Linked DNA regions of Mus musculus: regions 1 and 3 are each linked to region 2. A link is a contact called in public promoter capture Hi-C data. All regions are on one chromosome and are shown on one strand. Each heading gives the region's core, a stretch centred on a gene start, on an enhancer-like site or on the middle of the called end of the contact. The rest is flanking DNA. Distances are from core to core; before and after follow the strand shown.

Region 1 (2,700 bases), core at 56-2,555, 53 kb before region 2:
AGGTGAGGTCCAGATACACTACCTTGAGCAGTTCAAGGGTGTCCAGATGTAACATCCCCATCCCTATATCTGCAGTCACAGCACAGAAAAGACCAACTTAGTTTCTTGTGGGAGAAGAAGACAAGAAAGTTTTCAAATGATGTATACGCAGGGGAAAACTGAGGCGAAGACGACCTAGGAATCAAAACTGGAGAGAAGTGGGAAGCAGAGAGACAGTCTTAGGACCCCTCCAGCTTTCAGAACAGGCGCTCACATCTGCCTACACCTCTGAGGAGAGGAAGGGAGCTGCTGCTTGATGGCTTTCTGAGGTTTCCACACACGAATCAGAATCTCAGGCGCCCAAGCTGGTCAGTGTGTCTCCCCATTGAGATCAGTAATGATGCAACCGGCTAATCCCACTAAGGCAAAGCTGCACCGCTCCAGGCATAGCCAGGCAGCTGTACACCCTTGAGCTAGTTAGCTCAGCACTGATCTGAGCTCTCACTTCATCCGTGGCAATATGGACTTAGTAATTTTCACGTGGCAGACTTCTTGATTGAAGATTAAATACAAAGAGACATACGAAGCACCTATCGCATAGAGTAGTATTTAACGACTCTTGGCTATTTACTCATCTATTTTCTGTCCATCTCTAGTTACTTGATTTACTTTATGTCTGCGGGAGTGGGGGATTATATCCAGGTATGGCATCTTCAGTGCAGATGTGTTGGCTATGATTGGCATTATAATTCCAGAGAGAGTTTCTGAAGATGTATATTTAAGACATCTGGTCCCCTTGAGACATAAATAGGCTGAATCTTAATGATACTCAGTGTTTGTATTGAAAGTAGAAAGTCCAGTGAGTCACATGCATTTCCAGGCTCCAGATGTTTGGAGAGCCATGGCAAAACCTTTATGTAACTGTCAGCATGCCTGTACCTTCCTGGATGCTTGCATCTGAACTTCTGTACCAAATGAGCCTTATGCCTTGCTACTCTCTTCAACAACAGACTCATTTGACTGTAGAAGCTCCAGGAGCCACTACAAGACACCAGGATGCCTGCAACAGCACCTGCATCTCTCTGAAAACAAAACTCTTCACTGAACTGATTTTAGTTAAACATCACCTTTCCTTAGCCATGTGGATAATTTTTTAAAAGGGCTAAAGGGCTTGGGGCCATTTTGAAGGCGTTTGGCTAATCAATACCTTGGTTACTAGTTAATCACATTGAATGGGAACTGGGGGACTTTTGACCATTTTAAACATCCGGTAGACAATTTGGGTCCCAGCCTGGATATATCTATGGCTTCTAAGGTAGGCTCTTCTCGTCTTTTACATAGACACTAGTTGGTGACTTCTGGATGAGATGTTTGTGGTTGCTTTCTTTGGCTTGTCTTTGGTGGCATGGCACCCTGGGGTAACTGCACAAGAGAAGGTGAACCAGTAAGTGGGCTTTGGATCCTTACAAAACTGAGGTCTTCTGCTGGGGAATCTAAGACATGGTGATGTTGGCAGTGGGCTGTGGTGGCATGGAAGAGAATCTCTTTTCATATTGTTACTAATCCAGCGGAGGAGTGGAGCAGAGGAGAAGCCAGTTAGTAATAACGAGATCAGCCAGCTATCAATTTCCACTCAGCAGTGGGGTAACGCAGACCACAGTGTTTAATCTCTCTGATTTCCCAGTTTTCCTGCCTGTAGATGGAGCCTCATAGCACCTCTTCTATAACAGAAGATGCAGATGTAATACAATCCTGGATTTCAAATGTCCTCTGTATATAGTAGGCATTTAATAAGTCGAATTTTTCTCAAGCAATGTGAGACAGTTAAGAGAAAATGGTAAAAAAGAAATCCCACTTACACTGGTTGGGGGGATATATTTAGGTAATATATGTAAATATTTTTGTGGGTAAGAGCAAGACATTGTAGAGAGACGTGGCCACATCATTCTAAACCTTTGTTTTGAGGAGACAGCAGAGGCAACATTCTCCTGTGTCTTGCATTTTTGGCTCTTCTATTTTCCTGAGATTTCCAACCTGCCTTCAGATATTTATATTTCATTGTTGAATATTTTATTGTACTTAAGCAGAACCTTTATCTAACCTTTGGGACTTTATTTTAAGCATTCTCTGCCTTTCAAACATTGGAGGCTTAAAATAAAGTTATTTTAGTCAAATTCTTATTCGTTGATTTAATTTTGAATCATTAGTGCTCAAATCAGTGGTTCTCAACCTGTGGGTCCTGACCCCTTTGTAAGGGTTAAATGACCCTTTCACAGGGGATGCATATTAGATATCCTGCATGTCAGAGATTAACCTTATGATTTATAACTGTAGCAAAATTACAATTACGAAGTAGAAACAATTTTTTTTTCAGTGGGGGTCACCACAATGTAAGGAACTGTCTTAAAGGGGCACAGCGCTAGGAAGGTTGAGAACCACTGGATTAAATACCACAGTAAGAGAGAGTCCCTTTAAGTAACAGTTCAGAAGGGGAGACGTGTTTTATAAGCAGATAATCTGTAGCTTGTATTTAAAACAAATACAGTTTTAGAACATCATAAAATCCATCGCTAATAATAATTAGAAGACCCAGGCAAGAGGTCGGTGGTGAAGAAAATCTCAGCTGAGATACTCTCAATTATAAAAGCTTATCATCGTAATCCTTTCTGAAAACGAACAGGGTCTTGATGTTTGATGAACTTATCAAACAAGACAGTTCAG
Region 2 (2,739 bases), core at 76-2,575:
AACTCTATTTTAACACACTGCTTTCTACTAAGAAAAAAAGGTCAGGTGGATTAACCTTGATTTTATTTCTTCTCCAGTAAGTAAGGGACCACTTTCACGCACCTGTAATTCACACAGGGTCTGAAAATTGCTATCATTCAAGCTATTAGTGATTTGGGCAAAAACTATAAAATTGGTATTAGGAGAATACACACACACACACACACACACACACACAGACAGACACACGTGCTTTCATAGTTAAGATGGGAACTTTGTGTTTGTTTTGATCAACAGTACCAAGGGGAAGGTGGGGTCAAAGTTTGAAGACCGAAACTCTTTGGAACAACAAGCTTGGGGCTGGGACGGCAAGAAAGGGGAGGAGTTTGGATCTCGGTTCATTCACCCTTCTGGGTGAAACCTGGGCCAGTTTCTTCACTTTCAGCCCGGGTATGTAACATAACAAAGAGTGATAGGTTATAAAATTAGAGAGGGTATATGCAGGAAATCTTAGATGCAGAGACAAATCCACACTACTAAGGGACCAGCATAGAAGCCTGTCGAAAGCAAAAGACAGCTATGTCCCATGAACTCCTTAACATCCTTATTGCTTCACAACCCTCACCTCTCTCTGAGAAGTGTATCGCTCTGAGGAATCAATACACTGAATCATGAAGCTAGTTTTATGCTTTGAGAGAGAGAGAGAGAGAGAGAGAGAGAGAGAGAGAGAGAGAGAGAGAGAGAGAAAGCATGCCAGTTAAAATAATTTAACATCCAAAGTAGAAATGATGTCAGCATCATTATTTATAGCAGGTACTTAGATTAAGCGAATCCATGGGTCATATTGTTTTATTTTGTTTTATATGCTTTGTGTTAAGTATGTGTTAGTTATACATACATATACAAGCTGCTTCAGTCCTTGCCTGACTCTGTTTACTTAGCTATAAAATGGAATAAGATCACTGATAGTAAGTTTTAAGCTCTAAAATTCTAAGATCCTATTTTCTCTATCCTTCTGTCTTCCTAAAAGCAGCCAGCCCTCCTCAGAAGCATTTCCTGAGGGTCATGAGGGCAGGGGAGAGACTTGAGTTGAGCCTGCTTCAAGGTTAAGGGGAAGCTGCCCTGTGGGGCTGGCCTTGCCTGGAAATAAGAGTCTTCTTTAACCAGGACCCTGGCAGCCCAATTCCATACTCATGTCCTAACAATGGGCCCAATTTCCTGACCTTCCAGTAAGTGATGTCATTTGACCTCGGCTCCAGCCAATGCTTGCCTGCCATGTCTGAAGGCCTCTAAAATGACTTCAGACCACTGACCAAGGTCTATTTGCTGAGTCTTTCTGTCCACATTACCAGGATAACCTGTCAAAGATCTATGAATTGCCTGCCCTTGACTTCTGACTGACTCACGGTGGCTCTATCAGACTTAGGCAAATTGTCCTTTGGACCCTCAGGTTCCTGGCCTGTAAAATGAGAGCCCTGTTGAAAATGTTCACTGTATGATTTTCTTCAAATGCAGAGCGTTGTAAAGGTGCTATAGATAACAGGAAGTAATTCGACTAGAAGAGCACAGCCTCCCTTCCCCTTCCCCCTCCCCTCTGTGTGTGTGTGTGTGTGTGTGTGTGTGTGTGTGTGTGTGTGTGTGTTACAGTCATCCCTGAAAATGTGTTTGGAGGTCAGAGGTCACTGCCAAGTATTTTTCCTCTTATTTTTTTGAGGTAGGGTCTATCACAGAAGCTGGATCTTTGTGATGACTGGCCAGCCAAGTCCCCAGGATAACCTTGTCTCTGTCTCCCACTGCTGAGGTTACAGGAGCTGGCTGCTGTGGCTGGCTCTCTGCATGGGTGTTAGGGATTCAAACCTGGGTCTTCGTGCTTACTCAGCAAACACTTTACCCACTCAGTCATCTTCCCAGCATCCTTCCCCGTTTTTGCTAATAGCCTTTCTAATGAGAATGGTGGTGTATAGTATTCTGTCTTTTACACTGTAACCTTACACTCACTTTGGGTCCTGAGGGTTCTAGTGTAGGTACCATTCCCTGGCTTAGAGGGAAAGCTGAGTCTCTCAGCTACACAGCGAGGCAGAAAGCCACACTCACTTCACTTTTTTTCTAAGCCATGAGGCTTTGCCACGTGTCATCTCCCAAGGTCCTCACAGTAAAAGCAGAAGGTGGGGTGTTGGTTTCCATTTTCAGGTGAAGAAGGGAGGTGCATAGGTCCCATGACAAAGACCCCACAGCTGAAAGCAAGAGAATGATGGTCCTCTTTCTACTATTCCTACTGCTTCTCAGCCTAAGGTAGTTTTACCCCAGGGCGTTTATTAGCAATGGCATGGGACAGGTTTGGTTTTCAGCACAAGGGGGTCGCTGGCATCTAGTGTACAGCATCCACTGCCACCGTTACACAGCCCGTCACACACACTGCACCATTGATTTCAGTCAACAGTGAGCAGGCTGGGGAACCCTGGTTACATCACATGGAAATGACCCTCTCCACCCACACCTTTAAGGGAACTGCTTCCAAAGACAAATGAACTCCCTTAGTCAGTGTCTGTGTTAAAAAGGGTGACAGACAAAACCAGAAAACATGCCTGAATACATAGAACTAGACTTATTATATGCTTCTGGCTTCCTTGAGTTCTGCAGGGAACAAGTGAGTTGGCCAGGGTAGCTTCTAGATAGCTCTTCTTACTCTGGAGTTAGGAGAACATCAGTTTCAGAGGGATTGGAAACCATGTTCAGAATGGCTCTTGCAAAGAACACTCG
Region 3 (2,936 bases), core at 254-2,753, 58 kb after region 2:
TCTACTCAATGATAGTGAAATGAACCTGGAGCCATGGGAACAAGCTAGTCTCTCTCTCTCTCTCTCTTATAACTCCATGCCTTTGCATGTGCTGTTATCTCTGCCTAGTGCATCCTTCATCCTTTGCCAGGACTCCTGCTCAGGAGGACCAGCCACTCTTTCCCTCTCTCCCTTGATTGTTATTTGTCCCTGCACCAACTCTTACGAGTCTCTGTATTTGCCCCCCACATAGCCACGCTCCCTGAGAATATGAGTTTGGGCTTGTTCAGCTCTGTATCCTCTGAGGCAATCAAGGGACTTGTGGACAGGGGTATGATGCTGCTTCTGAGAGCGATGTCTGAGCCCTTCCCTCCAGGCACAATTCACTGGGTACTGCAGAGTCCTCTGTGCCCAGAAGGAAATGCATGGGAAGCATGTACAGACAGTCTCTTCACCAAGTCGAGGGTCTTGTTGGTTCTAAAGGAGAGTCTGTGGGTGGTAAAGACTCAGAATCCCGGTCCTGGGGAAGGTTCTCAAGGAGGCCGAATAGCATGGTGCAGAGCTCAGGACAGGAGGCGCGTGAACCCTGGTGCTGCTCACATGAATGAGAGGTTACTACCGGGGAGCAGTCTGAGCAGAGAGAACAGCTGTACCTCTTTCTTTCTACACAAGTGCTCACGAGCATCCAGGTACCTGAGTCCTTCCACATCTCACAGTGGGAACTGCTCTGGCACAAGGAAGGTCTCCAGATTGCTTTCTCTGCCACATCTGTCTTTGGAACTCAAGTTTGAACCCAGACTAAGGTTATTTTCTTTAGCTGCTTCACTTCTTGTGAATGAAAACTTTGATGAAATAAATCTTGATTTTTTTTTCCTCTTTGGGAACAAATATTTGTGAGAAAGGGGGAAGGGAAAAGAAAGGAAGAGAGAAAGTGGGAGTTTGAGAGACCCACTCACTCCCTCACCCTAGATATATTGGGCTGTTGAGCAGGTAGAGCAGCACAATGCCATTATTAAGATCATTCACATAAACGGGCTCATTTTCATATATAATAAACCTTCTTTTGCACAGAGAATCAGACCAAAGCTTTGTTCAGCTATAGAACTTGTATCCTACTCTTCACAGAGCGACAGAATATATTAAACCATGCCAGTTCTGTAACAGACACTCTTGTTGAAGCCAGGCACTTGGGTCCATGATAGTTCAGAAGGAATTGTTGATCTTATTTTGCCAGACACATGCAAATCACTTTCAGAGACGTTCCTCTGCCCACAGGCATGTGGCAGAGTTGGTCAGCATTATGTGGCTTTCTGCCACGTGACCGATCAGGGAATCATTTGTACCCACCACTTACCTGGAACCAGGGAAATGGAGACATCCCAGAGTAGCACAGAGGAGACACGACTTTGCCAGTGCCCTCCAAACCTGAGCCCCTATCTTCATATTTTCTGTGTAGCGGGAGATCCAGTGTGATTCGAGGATGGTTGAAATAGCCTGCTCGCTCTTGCTGCTCTCAGTTCTGTTGACATAGAGCAAACAGGTCAGCAAAGCAAACAGGCGCTTGTACCTGGAACCTCAGCTTTGCACAGCACGAATGTACTCACTTGTGATACCGCACACCTAGGACAGTGAGAACTGTGATTCCATGGAAGCAGCCTTACCTGAGTACTTCGGAAAGCCACATACCAATCCCCCCCTCTCCCCCAAATGCTCAGGGTTAGAGGGTTAATACAGGTAAAGTAGTGAGTGCAGGCACATGCTGGCTACACAGACTCATGTTCTGTTCTCAGTACAGGGGCTGCAAGGCCTGAAGACAGATGGGACTGTGGTGTCTAAGTCCTAGGTTTGTAGGAACTCTGAGAGGGTTCCAGAGCCCAGCTACCTGCCGTTGGGTTCTTTCTATATGCTTTCCCTAATTCTTTCTATGTAATTCTCAGCTGTGTAACCAGAACACATACTACCCTCTCTACAAAACAGATGACAACAGTGCCTGTCTCCCAGGGTTGTGCTGCAGGGGTCAGTGGAGGGGAGAGGGGGGATAGGAGATATATTCAAAATACACATGAACATGTCACAATGAAAGCCATTATTATCATGATTAGTATATGTTAATAAAACATAAAAACATCAGTAAATTTAACTCTTCAGAACACGTTGAACACTGCCAGCCAGGTACCGTGTATGCTCTGTATACAGCTGACATTCTCTGTTTCCTCTTGACCAAGTGTCTCAGAGCTGGAAGAATTAGGTGAGATACTAAATGTGCCAATGTCATGCAAGGAGATGTTGTAAAAACTGTAATTTTAAGAAAACATCCAAATATGTATTGGGGCATTGACACAACTTCTATGGTGTCTTATTTATGGGGCAATTAGGAAGTAACGTTTAGCAGGCATTGGTTCAGGCCAATCCAACATTTGTCTCTAATATTTGCTGGAGACTGTTGAGAGCCACAGGTAATATACCTAAGTAGCTAGCAGACTCATCACCTACCACTTTCCTCGCTTTCCAGGTTATAGAAACCCCGATTACTTCTCTAGGGCTGAGCACAGCCAAGGCAGGTATCATTTACCACCGTCACCCCACTATTTGTGCCTAGGCTAGGCATCCCCATCTATAGCTTTCTGTTGCTCAGGATGGCTCTGAGGTAACCTGCTATGCCTCCCCGTTCAGTCAACTTAAAGACCAGGTAGAAGTACTCTAGAAATAACATAATCTACTCAGCTACTTTCCTTAAAACATCTACAAATGCTTCTTATAGACCTGGGAGATGGCTTAGTATGTAATAACACACGTGCAAACAGGAAGACTAAGCTCAGACCTTCAGTACCCATGTTTAAAAGAAACCCCAAAACAAAACCCCACTCAGTCTGGTCACAAGCACCTGTAGTGAGCACAATCTTCAGGACTAGGGGACCCAGTCTTGAAGGACTACAATAGAGAATGATAGGGGAGAG

The links. Promoter capture Hi-C pulls out the DNA fragments that hold promoters and counts their contacts.
Region 1: a promoter capture Hi-C map of liver shows a contact between it and region 2, with 2.0 times the contacts expected there. The contact joins the promoter of C8a here to the enhancer-like site in region 2. A contact is called at or near these places in 5 of 39 promoter capture datasets (the 3T3-L1 cell line, the HPC-7 cell line, liver and 1 more), 5 of 484 Hi-C or Micro-C datasets (all in liver), 1 of 115 datasets of contacts at active chromatin or transcription factors (liver) and 3 of 9 other capture datasets (adipose tissue, liver and pancreatic islet).
Region 3: a promoter capture Hi-C map of liver shows a contact between it and region 2, with 2.2 times the contacts expected there. The contact joins the promoter of C8b here to the enhancer-like site in region 2. A contact is called at or near these places in 3 of 39 promoter capture datasets (liver and macrophages), 6 of 484 Hi-C or Micro-C datasets (liver and nephron progenitors), 1 of 115 datasets of contacts at active chromatin or transcription factors (embryonic stem cells) and 1 of 9 other capture datasets (liver).

The regions. Positions count from the first base shown.
Region 1 is chr4:104,875,003-104,877,702 of GRCm38.p6, reverse strand. It overlaps C8a (complement component 8, alpha polypeptide), which reads left to right and starts at 1,305. Exons shown (of 11, transcript NM_146148.2): 1 at 1,305-1,423. The coding sequence starts at 1,347. It also overlaps a transcript of Fyb2 not described here.
Region 2 is chr4:104,822,442-104,825,180 of GRCm38.p6, reverse strand. All of the region lies in intron 9 of C8a (complement component 8, alpha polypeptide), which reads left to right. Among named protein-coding and RNA genes, the nearest start is that of C8a, 53 kb to the left of the region's middle. Within about 2 kb of position 1,325, at least 8 of the 459 cell types and tissues checked have an H3K27ac peak or open chromatin away from gene starts, as enhancers often do. A contact at or near this core is called in liver, where this site is marked.
Region 3 is chr4:104,764,884-104,767,819 of GRCm38.p6, reverse strand. C8b (complement component 8, beta polypeptide) reads right to left here and starts at 1,503. Exons shown (of 12, transcript NM_133882.2): 1 at 1,334-1,503. The coding sequence starts at 1,422.